Linked DNA regions of Mus musculus: region 2 is linked to region 1. A link is a contact called in public Hi-C data. All regions are on one chromosome and are shown on one strand. The core of a region is the stretch at or near the end of the contact, and the rest is flanking DNA. Distances in the headings are between cores, read along the strand shown. Region 1 holds the start of Map1s (microtubule-associated protein 1S). Region 2 has its middle 12 kb from the start of Gm10654.

Region 1 (6,782 bases), core at 3,464-5,963:
GGGAACTCTTCTTCTTACTTCTTCTTTCTTCTTCTTTTCTTCTTCTTTTTGAGACAGGGTTTCTCTGTATAGCCGTGGCTGTCCTGGAACTCACTCTGTGAGTGAAGCTGGCCTTGAACTCGGAAATCTGCCTGCCTCTGCCTCCCAAGTGCTGGGATTAAAGGCGTGTGCCATCACTGCCTGGAGAGAACTTACTTCTAAAAGTTGTCCTCTGTCGCATGCACAAGAGTGGTTGCATGAGCACACACATGCAGAGCCTATTTTACCGAGTGTGGACCCACACACTTGACATACCAGCCACTCAGGAGACTAAGACAGGAGAAATGCAAAATGAGGCCATCTTTGATAGCAAGACACACCTCGTTCCAGATGTTCTCAGTTCAGATGGAGGTTCTGAAAGGGCCTCCACACAGTTACACATGTCAAAAAATTCCTGAATAGAGGACAGGAGAGATGGCTCAGCCTTGAAGAGCACTGGTTACTTTTCCAGAAGTTCTGAGTTCAGTTTCCAGCAACCACATGGTGTGATTCACAGCTGTCTGTAATGCCATCTGTAGTGGGATCTGATGACCTCTTCTGTCATGCAGGGAAACATTCAGATAGGACACTCACATAAACCATAAATAAATCTTTAAAAAGTTACCTATGCTCATGAATTATCAAACATTAAGATTTCATTAAGAAAACAAAAAACAAACAAACAATCAAACAAAACAAACGAAAGTGAAGTAAAGCTGGGTGGTGGTGGAGCCTTTAGTCTCAGTACTCACTGGGTGGTGGTGAAGCCTGCCTTTAGTCTCAGTACTCAGGAGGCAGAGGCAGGCCAGTCTCCACATAGTGAGTTTCAGGACAGCTATGAACAAGCAGGCGTCCCGCAAAATACCGAAAACAAGCAAACCAACTGAGTATTGTTGACAGTTCCTGTGGGTCATTTGCATGTAACTGCCTCACTTAGTACCAGCTGGATATGAACAGCAGGTGTGAGGGGCTCGGCAATCAACCAGTACAGACGTGATAGTGTAGAAATAAAGAGGAGTTGGGAGGAAGAGGAAAGAGGACCTGGCCTGAGGGAATGCTGTCACAGAAGCCAGCGCTAAAGGTGGGATGGAGCTGTCTGACTGGCTTGTTAGGGAGAAAGGAAAGGCATGGGATTGGTGCCAACTGGAGGGAGCTTGGCCCAGGGCTCCCGCAGGGAACTCCAGGAGCTGCAGGAGGCTGGCGGTAAGTCTATGGTAGCTGTCAGAGCTATGGCAATGGCTCACAAAGCTCAACAGGGCTAAGCTTGGTGCCCCACATCTGCCAGCCCATGGTTGTGAGGTGGAGGTGGGAAGATTCTAAGTTCCAGGGGAGCCTCCTTTATGTCTACCTAAAAAAGACTGGCTGGGGGCATGGTTCAGAGGAAGAGTGACAGCCTAGATTCACCCAGGGAGGGGCTGGGGTTGTGCCTCAGGGGAAGTGTGACAGGCTAAGATCCCACCGGGAGGGGCTGGGGCTGGGGCCTGGCCTATCAGTGATAATTTTGGAATTTGGGTTTCTTGAAAAATGCAGAAACATAAGAAAGTGTTTTTATTTTAACCCCAGGTGTGCAGATACGGGGGCTCCTATGCACTGGCTGCAGCAGTTGGCTGTGATTTATGTCATGCTCTAGCGGAGATGTGGTTTTGCTAGCTAATAAATACTATGATAGATATAGGATAGGTGGTTGTTGTTCAAGGGGGTTGACTGCGGTTTGTTGGTTTATACTCGAAGAAACAGGGATCTCTTTCCCCTTTATCCTTCTTTCTCTCCTATGTAGTGATTGAGGGTGAAACTGGGCTATAAAGGGTGGGAAAAAGAACCCACAAAGTTGCAAAGACCAGCTATAACTCAGGGATAGGGTGCCAGCCTAGACTCCCCCAGGGAAAGTGCTGGAATGTGGCTAGGGGTGGCTGGTGATGTGGAGCCCCAGGCCTGGCTGCAGAGGCAGAGAGGGATGTCTGGCTAAACAGCTTGGGAGTGTTGCGGAATAGAAAGTCTGACTGCCTCAAGGGCTCACAGCTTCCTCCCTCCCCTCCCCCCATCCCTGTCTCCACGGGGACCAGACAGCTGCTCCATTAGCTGACTGGATCTAGGTGTGGATAGAGGTGAAGGAAGTGACCTGAGTCCCAAGTGACCACTGAGTCTTTCTCTCCAGGAGACTTGCAATCCCCACGCCTTGACTCCCAACCGTAGGGATAGGAAAAGCTCAAGGACATTTCTCTCTCTCTCTCTCTCTCTCTCTCTCTCTCTCTCTCTCTCTCTCTCTCTCTCTCTGTGTGTGTGTGTGTGTGTGTGTGTGTGTGTGTGTGTGTGTGTATTTTGCAAAACTTGAGGTCCACAAAGCCTAATGAAAACCCTTTCCCCAGCTGACTCATGGCAGAGATGTACTGTGGAGCTCCAGGCCCAGAGACCAGATAATGACATTAACACTCACTACTAATGTAAGTGGTATGCATGCAGTCTGTTGTGCCCAAAGCTGAGAGACTGAGGCAGGAGACTCATCAGTTTGAGGTCACTGTGGAATGTATAGAAGTGGAAAAAAGAGAACAGTAGAGCCTTAGGCAGCAGGAGAGCTCACAAGTCAGCCAAGGGCTCCTGGGTTCAAATCCTGAGGGACTCTGTGAACATTAGCATGAAAAGACTGAGTAAATGAATGAGTGGAAAGTGGGGGATGTGCTGTTGGCTCCATTGTGCAGAACCCTCAAGCCTCCACTGTGTCCCCTGCACAGAGCAGAACCAGAGAGTGTGACCCTGCTGGTTTTCACCAGAGCTCCAGCTCTGATGTGGTGGTAAGATTTCACCGTGCAGCCCTGGCTGGCCAAACCCTTTCTACGTAGACAAAGCTAACCACATACAGACATCTTCCTGCTTCTGCCCCCTCCCCAGTGTGCTGGAATTAGATGCATGCCAACATGCCTGTCTCTTCTTTTTTAAAGATTTCTTAGTGTCTGAGTGACTGTGCATATGAGAGCATCCATAGAGGTCAGAGGGGGTGTCAAATCCCTTGGAGCAGGAGTTCCATGAAGTTGGAACCTGTGCTATGGGTGTTGGGAATGGAATGTGAGTCCCCTGCAAGAGCAGTTAAGACCTCTTAAGATTTGAGCTATCCCTGTAGTCGCTTGTGTTGATTTTACTACCCTAGTCTTTCCTGGGACTTGCTCTATTTTCCAGGTTAGCTTTGAACTCCCTATGTAGCCCAGGGTGGCCACAGACTGTCCAAGGTCACTCAGTCTTCTGTGATGAGTTAGGGGTGTGGAGATGCACTGCCAAGCCCATTCTGCACTGGATCTTAGCCAGAGGGCAGAGAATGGACCATCCCAGTTCTGTTTCCGTTATAACAACAGAGGAAATCACAAGCCATCAACTTCTGCAGGCTGACCAGTTAAGGGGGAGGAGTCAGGATTCAGGAAGGATATTGGCGCCAAAAGAGTATCCAGGAAGCTCAGACCATGGCTTGAGGACTTGGCTGATGCTACGGACTGATGGAGGAAGTTGGCTTGGGGAAGTCCTTTACAGAACGTCTGTCAGCAGCAGGCTTGATTTGGGTTCCTGATGCATCACACCAGTCCTGAATTGCCTTTGCTTGTTTTTCATTTATTTTAAAAGTCTGTCTGTCTGTCTTGTCAACACTGTGTACACCAGTGTTGGCCTTGAACTCACAAAGATCCTCTTGCCTCTGTCTCTAGAGAGATGATGAGGTTAAAGGCATGAATCTTTGTCTTTTTAAATTGTTGTTTCTTTTTGATATATGACTTGATGTAGCCTAGGCTGGACTCATATTTGTTAGGTAGTGGAGGTTGACTGTGAATGGAAGCACCTGGCTGGGCTTAGTTGTTTACTCCAGAGACAGAAGGCTCACTCTTGAGGGGAGCCAGCTGGTCCTTCTTGGGGTGAACAGCATTTCAAATACTTAACATGGAATGGCCAAAAAAGAAGTAAGATTGGACTGGGTGGTGGTGGAGCACACCTTTGAATTCAGCACTCAGGAGGCAGAAGCAGGCAGATCTCTGTGAATTTGAGGCCAGCCTGATCTAGAGAGCAAGTTCCGAGACAGCCAGGGCTACACAGAAAGACCCTGTTTCGAAAAACAAATAAACCAAGATGCAAGTTTGGGGTGAAAATGTTCCAGGTCTGAGTGGGAGCCACATAAGCAGTCTCCATCACACATAGCCCTAGTGAATCCCAAGCTGTCTACTGTCCCAACGTGTGGGAAGCTGTGGAGGCAGGAAGATCACAGTCCCAGGGTCATCTAGAGACAACCTGACTTGGTGTCAGATAGGCTTGGTGACTTTACCCCTCCAAAATGTCCTTTCTTCCAAAATGACCCGGCCCAGCACACACACCTAGCAAGCAGCTACACATCCCCAAGCTCTCTTCTGTCCAGGTTCTAACTCAGGAAGCTCGCAGGACCTAGCCGACTCTGGTTCTGTGCAGAACCCCTGTGATGGAATGAGTTTTCGGGGGACAGAGATTCTAAGCGTTGCTTAGCGGGAGAATGAATGAGGGAATGAATGAAAAATGAATGGATGAAATTTGGGAGGGATAACGGTATCTTAGTACACAGCCAGTCTCAGTCCTCTTCGGGCTCCCAAAGCCTAGCGGGCATTGACAGAGGGGTGGAGAGGAGGGGGCGCTTCCGGCCGGGGTCTCCGGTGCTTCCGGTAAGCTCCCTGAAGGGGCGTGGCCAGCGGGGCGGGGCGCTCAGAGCGTCGGGGCGGTGCGAAGATGGCGGCAGTGATGGCGGCGCCGGAGGCTGTGGAGGCGCCCAGCTCCCTACTGTTGCTGGTGGTGGGTGGCGAGTGTGGCTGCCCCGGGCTGCTGGCCTACGTCATGGAGGAGTTGGAACGAGGTCGGGTCCGTGGGGACTTGGGGCGGTGGCAGCGGGGCGGGGCGGGGCGTCCGGGGCTGGGGGTTCCGGCGCGCGGCGGGCCGGGGTCCGGGTGGGGTGCGGGGTCCCTGGACGCAACGTTCCGGGCGTGGCCTACGATCCAGACGGGCATAGGGTTGCGCACGTGCCTAGCGGCGGCCTGGACAAAACTCTGCCACACGGGTTACTGGGTCTGGGTGGGGCGCGGCAGGCTGGGATCCGCGTGGGGCACGTTAGATGTGGCGTCACATTCCGGGGATACAGGGTTCGGGGAGCGGCCTGCGGCCGGGTGGGCGCTGCGTCCCCGACTTCGGGGTTCTGGCGGTGTGCGGCCTCACTCCCACGGCCCCTCCCTTCGCCTGGCTGGCAAGTTCCCCCGGCGCCCGGGGGCCTGCTTTCCGGGGGTGCTAATTGGTGCGTGGGTGGCGCGGCCGCCCCGGGGATGCTTGGCACGAGGGGAGCTGACTCAGGCGCACCTGCCACACTGGGGCATCGAGCGCAGCAGCATCCTCTGCAATGGGGTAGCGAATGCGATGCCTATGCCTGTTACCCCTGCAGTCGTGAGCTGAGGCCAGAGGAGCACTGCAAGTTCCAGGCCAGTCTGGGCTACAAGACAACCTATTCAAAATAAGTGCTGGGATTCAGTCGATAGATCTAAAGTTGCCTGGAGTGCTTGATCATGGGCTTCATCCCCAGCATTCTTCACTTGTCATCTCAGCACCTTTGAGATGCACATCAGATAAAGGGCTTGTCCTTAACTTCATAGAGCAGTTGTATTCAGCATGGACTACGTGAGACCATGTCTCAAAAAAAAATCAAATCCCCAGAACAATGTAGAATGCCCATCGAGGTGCATGGTCCTTGGGCCTAAGTGGGACAGCCTCAGCATACAGGCTGGGCTGAACGACAGGCAGTGTCCCTTGTCTTCTGAGAAGTGCTGATGTGCTGGGGAAGAGGACTCAAAGCAAGCAAGACTTCCATGGTGTCAGGGTACTTGAGGATGCTGAAGGCCTAGAGCAGGAGTTGCCTAGAGCAGGAGTTCTCAGCCGGTGATTCATGACCCTTCTGGAGAGGGGCTGCATATCAGATATTTACAGTTTGTAACTAGTAAAATTAGTTATCAAGGAGCAACAAAAATAACTTTATGAGGCTGGAGAGGTGGCTCAGTGATTAAGAGCAAACTTTTTCCAGAGAACCTGAATGAGGTGGAAACTTAAGGGTACTTTGGAAAGTCAGTTGGATGGGGTTTTGCTGGGGGCAAATGTGAAAGAATGTTTCATTAAAATAGATAAAGATATAAAAAGCTAAGGACAGACTTGTAAAGGAACATTTCCCTGAAGCAGACACAGGAGAGAGGATTTTCTACTAAAACAAACACATAAAAAGACACATGGTAAAAGATTCTTTACTAATAATAACACACATATACTGGTCCGCCTTACATTGTGCTGAGACCACACACACACAGAAAAAAACCAAAAAACTTGTGATGGTAGTCTACAGTTTCTTGCCACTTCTGCAGTCTGGCTGATTAGGTACAGGTGCTGAGATAAGACCCATAGTGGACTTGTGCTTGGAGGCTATAAATAGGACTCCAGAGAAAGACAGAGACAGAGCTTAGAGCTTGACTTGCTGGTACATCCAACTGTTCAAAACTTGTGGGTCTTGCATCCTTGCTGATCTTCTCTTCCCTGAGGAAGGAACAGCTGAGAACTTCTGATGTTCCTGTTGGTCCCTCCTGCTGACTCGAGCTAAGGCTGAGGCCTGGCTATCTCTGCTAGGTGGTATCACCACTGTTTCGAACCCGACTCTACCAAGCTAGACTGCTGACATATCCATAAAGGATTTACAAATAGCTGGGCAGTGGTGGTGCATGCCTTGAATCTCAGCACTTGGG
Region 2 (7,213 bases), core at 2,720-5,219, 37 kb after region 1:
AAAAAAGAATTAAGATTACAATTGTTTCCCCAAAGTTTCAAGCTTCCCCTAGTCCCAGGCCCATGGCCAAAATAATAATTGCAAACTTATTATTTAAACTTTAAGTTTCAACTTATTATACTTCAGAGGTCAAAGCTCCAAGGTCAGCTTCATGTGGTTTCTTGTGAAGTTCTAATGATAAATGACATGGGCAAAGCTGCCAAGCAGTGGCCAGAAAGAATCAAGTTAACCCTTAACTCAGCAGTTCTGCTAGCTTTCTGTGTCTGCACATTGCACACAACGACTCTCCAGAGCCCAGTGTTTTAATTTAGCTTTACTAATATCTAATTTTATGTATTCCATATCTTCTTTTAGGAGTCTAATTTTTACTTGCTATTCATACATACCCAAAGGAGACCAGGAACCACTCTCAAATGTACAAAACTCATTTCATAACTTCAATAGCTTTTTCATTTCTCAGGATCCCAATATTGACTCTGCTTCATTTTCTAAATTTGTTTCTAGACATAATTTCTTCAAACTTTCTTTGCAAGTCAAACATTAATCTGAAACTACCATTGTGCAGTTATTACATTGTTTCCAAGATGCACACAGCACGCTCCTGGGCCACTAGGACTGTGCCGTGCCGTGCTGTGCCATGCCGTGCCCCTATGCTTTAGTTTTTGATTGTTTAGGAATCATTACATCAGGGAACATCTAGTTTCACAGAATTCACCAGAGCAGAAGGAGAAAGAAATAGGAAAGTCAGATATAATAGAATAATTATGTACACCAAGGCCAACTGAAAAGCAGTCACCCACAAATGAAATCTATACAGCTGGTGTCCAGGGCTAAGGTCAGGAGAAATGGGAACAAGTTTTTTCCACAGAGCTCCTAAGGGCTTCTGAACTGTCACTATCCAGGCCTGCTGCAGGTAGTTCCTTATTTCTGATGGCAGGTCCCCTGGAAGGATGTCTCTCCTGCTTCTCAGGGTTCCAGACGCCATCCACGTCATGGTATGCTGTTCCTAGCAAATGTTTTGTTGGGGAACACATATGAAAGGATGTATTACTAAAGCAGACATGGGAAAGAATATTTTTCTGAAGCAGACACAGATGAAAGGATATTTGGATATAGCAGACACGAAAGGACCCATGATGAAGGAGTATAAATATGACTCCACAGACAGTGGGAGATGAGCGCTGAGCCTTGGTCTGGTTTGCTCTGCCTCTATTCTTCACTAAGGACACGCATGTGTTTGTTCACCTTACAAAGCGTTGTTGAGCTCAACTTGTAGCTCACTGCTATTGAGAGAAACTCTTCCAAGAACTGCTTGTGAGGTTCCCAAGGCAGCTTGCTGCTTCTGCCATGTCAGGCAGGTTGGCTGGCCAGCCTGGTGGTTTCTTCAGGATTGAACTATAGCTCCTGTTTCCCGCCTGGTGTCTGCCTGCCGAGAGGACTGGTCTGCAGCTGCTGGGTCATATGTGGTGTTTGCTATGGGGCTGAACTGCTGCCGAAGAAGATCAAGCTCACCCCCAAAGAACTATTGCTGAACAGATCCACTTCCCTCATAACCTAATAACTTTTCTCTTCCACTACCTCTGCTGGGTGGTGGGCTAGAGGAGAGGTTGAACCCTTATTAAAAGTAGGTTGCAAAATATTTATGCCTACAAAGCACTGTGGCCTAAAGAACAGTGGGCACAGCCCTGTCTTCTAGTCTGGTGCAGGAGGTGGGACCTTCTGAACACACTGTGCTCCCCTGCCTGAGGAACAGAGCTTGGAAGACCCAGGCAGTTCATGTCCAGATAGCCAAGCATTCTCTCGGCTCCACTCCAGGGCCCTGAAGTCACAGTGTACCATGAGAACTTTCCAATGTCCTTTGAATCTTAGCTTCAGCAGTGACCCTTCCCTGGGGGCCCAGTCTCCAGGGAGACCCCAAGGACTATACTGTAGTCCTGGAGAGCCACTATGGCTTCTTGGGACATTAATCTCAGTGTCTGGCCTTGCATGATTATTTCTTAGGGTACTGTTTAGGCTGGTCCCCTCTCTCAGGCCTTTTCAAGAATCCGGGGATCAGAGGCTGGAGAAATGGCTCAGTAAAGAGTGTATACTGTTCTTATAGATGATCTGGTTTGGGGTCCTGGTATCAATGGCCACTCACAAATCCTGTAACTCTAACTCCATAGGACTTGATGCCCTCTTCTGGCCTCTGCAGGTACCTCCACATGGGGTGTACACTCACAGCAAGGGCTTTGCGATTTCAAGTGAAGAGTTTACATTCATACACCACCTGGCTTGGACTGAGCACCATGGCGCCAAGCTCAGCTTCTGGTGTCTGACAAGTGAAACAGAGCCAGGCTGCTTGTAGGAAGTGATGACTGCCTTCTACCATCACAGCTGTCACAGCCAACAGAATCTTCACTGTGTGCTCATGAGCCCTACAACAAAGGCTTTGATACAAGTTTCTTAATTCTTTACTGAAGCCATAATATCATCACTGTGAAATTTTTTTTGATTCTTTGACTTCCTCTCATATGTTATCTTTCACTGAATATCAAAGTATTGCCACCAAAGTGTAGGTTTAGCTTTTTCAAAACCTACTTTGTTTAGGGTTCTTAGATGCTTTAACCTCTCTTCTAGCTCACTGACCAGAAGAAGGAGAGAAAGAAGGTAAATAGGAAAAAGGGGTTGTGAACCAGTTTAGAGGTAGTTCCTCTGGGCGATTCGACTCTGCATTGTCAGGATACCAGAAGTCCAGTGCAATAGCAAACACCAACATGACTTTGTAGCGGTGACACGATCCAGCAGAAACCACAAATCTCCTCCGAATCAGCACGAGTCAGCAGAAGCAGGCAGAATCGCCTGGAATACTGCTGTGAAGGATTGCTCGGTGTAGCAGTGCAAGAGTGTCCTCTCACTATCTGTTGGGATCTATTTAAATTCTTCCTGAACATCATGTACCCTCTCAAGTGTCTGTTTTCAGCAACATATCACCCACCCTATCACAAGACAGTTTCCAGAAAAACATCAGGTGATATAGCTGAGTTTTTAAAGAAACCAGGAACTTCCATTTCATATCCCCTTTTCTGTTTTTTTTTTTAAAAAAAGTCTTTTCTGTAACATTAATAATTTACACACAATAGAATTATGAGAACCATAAAACTTGAATTTTATATCATATTTTAAATAAATTGCTTATGCAAAATATATCAAACAATAGTCAAACAGAACAACTTTAAATTTCTATCATTAAACAATAGCTAAACAAAACAACCTTAAATTTCTATCAAGATACAAAAAAATTTCTATCAATTATAATAGTTGAAGAAAATAACCCCAAATTTCTACCAATATACATTAATCCATGCAAAAGTAAAATATTTAAGACTAGTAGATTCTATTTTTATTAAAATTTTATTATTATTCATTCATTTTTTGTTATTATTATTGCTATTTCCCCTCCTTCCCCCATCATTAGATAAGAGAGAAAGATAAGAGAAAAAGAAAAACAGAGAATTCCCTGATTTATACTTTAATTTGCTTCCACCCTGGTCATAAACAATAACAACCAGCCACCCTAGAAGATAATATCCATAACATATCAAATGACCAAAACCATCCATCCCACCTTTTGGAAATAGAGGAGTCATGTTCTTAAAATTATTTGTCTGGAGGCAAAGATATCTTTTGGATACCCTATGAAAATTGGGATATTGGCCAGAGTCCAGGAAAGCTAGTGTGTCTTTTTGTGTTCTGTCTCTGTGTTTTCTGTCTAGTCTCTGTCTGAGACAGTCTATGAGGTGAACCATCTGGGTATTGACTTTGTGAAGACATCCATGTCTCAGCTGATAAGAGGCCTTCCCTGATCAGATCTAATCTTTATAAGTTTTATTGGTAACCATATTTTTTCATTCCCTGTAGATGCATAACAATATTGTAGACAAAACCACTTCCCTTTCTTAAAGCTATTGCAGGTTTCCATTCTAATGTCAACACATCCTTATAATATATTGGTTGGCTTAGTTCCTCGTTTTTTTTCCATAACCCAGTGTCTCTCAGCTGCTGCTGTTCCTTTTTCCCCAACATTAAGAAAATTGAGTGTTAATAATGCATTATTTAGTCTGTGCCTGGGGATTTTCATTCTCCCTTTTTGTTTAATAAGTATCTCTTTGAAGGTATGATTGTCTCTTTCTATAATTGCTTGTCCTGTGGGATTGTGTGGTATACCAGTAACATGCTTTATATTATAATATGCAAAGAATTGCTTCATTTTATTGGACACATATGTGGGAGCATTGTCAGTTTTAAGTTGTGTAGATCTCCCCATAGTTGCCATTATTTCCAGGAAGTGTGTAATTACACAGTCAGCCTTCTCAGAACTTAAAGCAGTTGGCCATTGAAACCCTGAGTACATGTCAATGGTATGCTGTATATACTTTTGTTTTCCAAATTCTGCAAGATGGAACACATTCATCTACCAGATGTCATTTCTTTTCTTTTCTTTCTTTTTTTTTTTTTTTCGAGACAGGGTTTCTCTGTGTAGCCCTGGCTGTCCTGGAACTCACTCTGTAGACCAGGCTGGCCTCGAACTCAGAAATCCGACTGCCTCTGCCTCCCGAGTGCTGGGATTAAAGGCGTGCACCACCATACCCGGCCAGATGTCATTTCTTTTGGTACCCCTAGGGTTACTACCCTAGCAGGTAATGGAGTTTAGTTATATAGTGAACATGTAAGACACACCTTTTTCTTCTTTTTTTACTATTTCTATGCCTGTTGTCAAGTGATAGAAATGTTTTCTTTAAACTTTTCCCATTAACATGTTTCTCATGAAATTTTGAGGCTTTGAACACATCACCTATTAGTAATTGGTTAACTTCCTTGTTATCTTGCACCATTGGACCTGGTAAACCTGTATGAGACCAAATATGAGTAATATACAATGCATAGTTTCCACTTCTCATGGCCTGTTGCAATTGTCTAAGTAACAAAGTTAATTCTGAGTTATCAGGAACAAAATCAGCAGTTTCTATACGTAAAACAACTCTTTCTACATATAAAGAATCAATAATTAAGAGATTCAAGATAGTTTAATAATACCATAAGGATTGCATACAGTTCTGACTTTTGAGCCAATGTATACTGACTTTTGATCACCTTGCTTATTTTATCTGACTCATAACCTGCCATTCCCATCTTGTTTGCATCAGTATAAAATGTTGGTGCCTCTGGAATTGGTGTTCTCTTTACAATGCATGGAAGAATCCAATTTGTTCTTTTTGTAAACACTATAAGTTTACTTTCCAGATATTTGTTATTAATTTCTAAGTAGTTATTAGAAGCTCTTTGCAAAACCTTATGGATCACCCATAATGACATAATCTCAACAGTAGGGAGAGGTACCACAATTTTGGCGGGATCTGTTCCTGACAATTGGTGTAGGTGACAATTCTATCTTTTAGAATTAATTTAACAATCTTTCCTATATAGTCCTTTAATTTTTAAATTTTGTTTATGAGCTAAGAAAATACATTACATAATTCTATGTTCCCTTTGCATAATGATCCCAGTAGGAGAATGAGTTGAAGGTAAAATGACCAGAATACAATCAAGTTTAGGATCAATTGGACCCACATATACTTCTTACAGTTTTTTGTTCTGTAAGAGTGAACTCCTTTTTTTTTTTCCTTTTTGCTTCAACTGTTAGACACCTTGGACTGTTTAAATTTAAATCTCCTTATAATTTTTGATACAAATTACTTAACTCATAAATACTTAATCCAATTGCAGACCTCAGCCAGTTAGTATCTCCCATTAATTTGTGAAAATGGTTAAGAGTCTGCAACTCTCTATGGATCTGTGCCTTGTGGTCAAATTGTTTGTTGACTGCTTTTTTTTTTTTAACCCAAATAACTAAATGAATCTCCTCTTTATATTTTTTTCTGATATAATCTGTAACCTCCAAGAGTGGCCGAATTCTTTGTGTTTCCTGAAACATTTTTCTAAATCATTTTTGTTGGATTCAGCAAACAAAATATAATCCATGTAATGATGTATGACAGACTGAGGGAATTGCTTACAAGCACTTTCTAATAGTTATTTTACAATATATACAATACACAAAGAATCTTCCATTCCCCATGGAAGACTCTTCCAGTGGCATCTTTTTAGTGGACCAGGGTTGTTCAGGGTAGGTACTGCAAAAGCAAACCTTTTTCCCTATCTTGCTCATGCAAGGGTATTGTGAAAAAAGCAGTCTTTCAAGCCAATTATTATTCTAGGCCATGGTCTCAGTAACAAAGAAGATAAAGGAAGTCCAGGCTGTAAAGAGTCCATTGGTTTAATTATCTATTCATTGCTCTTAAATCTATTATCACCCTCCATTTTTCTGATTTCTTTTTAAAAAACAAACAGGAAAATTCCATGGGCTGGTAGAATCTTATATATGTTGAGCTTCCAGATGTTCTTGTACCAGTTATTCAAGTGCATGCAAATTTTCTTTTGTTATGGGACAATGTTTTTGGCACTTAGGTATTTTTGATAACCATTTTAGGGGCAAGGCTGTTGGTATGTCAGCATTGGCTACTTCTATAAATTTGGAAACGCAATCTCTGTGATGTCCCGTTTTTGGACAGTGGGCACAGATTGTGGTTGGTCTCGACCACCTGTATCAATACCTTCTCCAGGAGCATCTACCATATCACCCCTAATTTCCTCATTGGCTGTTCCTGGAATTGCAGGAATATTAATTTGAGTACCCCATTGTAAAAGATCCCTTCCCCATAAACTTATGGGTATGTCAGCCACATAAGGACTCAACTTCCCTGTTTGTCCTTCTGGTCCCACACAGGTAATCCATTGGACACTTTGTCTTATACATAATAATTTACCAATTACTATAAACTGTGTTTAAACATTCTGAAGTGGCCAATCTGGATTCCAAGACTTTTGGGAAACTAACATCAGCTCCTGTATCTGCCAAGCCTTCTATTTCAACACCATTCATTTGTACCGTTAATTTGGGTTTCTGATCATTAACTGTTATTTGCCAGAATGTGTATTTTCCAGTACTCACAAGAGTCCTTGTTCTTTCTATTGGAGCAGCCTTGCCCTTGATGTAAGGAAACAGTAACAGCTGAGCAATTCGATCCCCTGAATTAATTTGTATCTCCTTTTTCACATTTGCCATGATTTTAATTTCTTCCTTCCTATCCTCATCTACCATACCTGAATGCAC

What was found. Hi-C and Micro-C count contacts between places; a contact is called where the count stands out from the background.
Region 2: a contact with region 1 is called in a Hi-C map of bone marrow-derived macrophages, with 57 read pairs. The contact joins the enhancer-like site here to the promoter of Map1s in region 1. A contact is called at or near these places in 4 of 39 promoter capture datasets (the 3T3-L1 cell line, embryonic stem cells, macrophages and 1 more), 7 of 15 datasets of contacts at CTCF or cohesin (CD8 T cells, the NIH/3T3 cell line, embryonic stem cells and 3 more), 43 of 484 Hi-C or Micro-C datasets (8-cell embryo, the Ba/F3 cell line, the C2C12 cell line and 27 more), 21 of 115 datasets of contacts at active chromatin or transcription factors (the 230-238 cell line, CD8 T cells, the HPC-7 cell line and 12 more) and 5 of 9 other capture datasets (adipose tissue, embryonic stem cells, liver and 2 more).

The regions. Positions count from the first base shown.
Region 1 is chr8:70,901,261-70,908,042 of GRCm38.p6, forward strand. It overlaps Map1s (microtubule-associated protein 1S), which reads left to right and starts at 4,714. Exons shown (of 7, transcript NM_173013.3): 1 at 4,714-4,867. The coding sequence starts at 4,744.
Region 2 is chr8:70,939,427-70,946,639 of GRCm38.p6, forward strand. No RefSeq gene overlaps it. Among named protein-coding and RNA genes, the nearest start is that of Gm10654, 12 kb to the left of the region's middle. Within about 2 kb of position 3,970, at least 6 of the 459 cell types and tissues checked have an H3K27ac peak or open chromatin away from gene starts, as enhancers often do. A contact at or near this core is called in acute myeloid leukemia and bone marrow-derived macrophages, where this site is marked.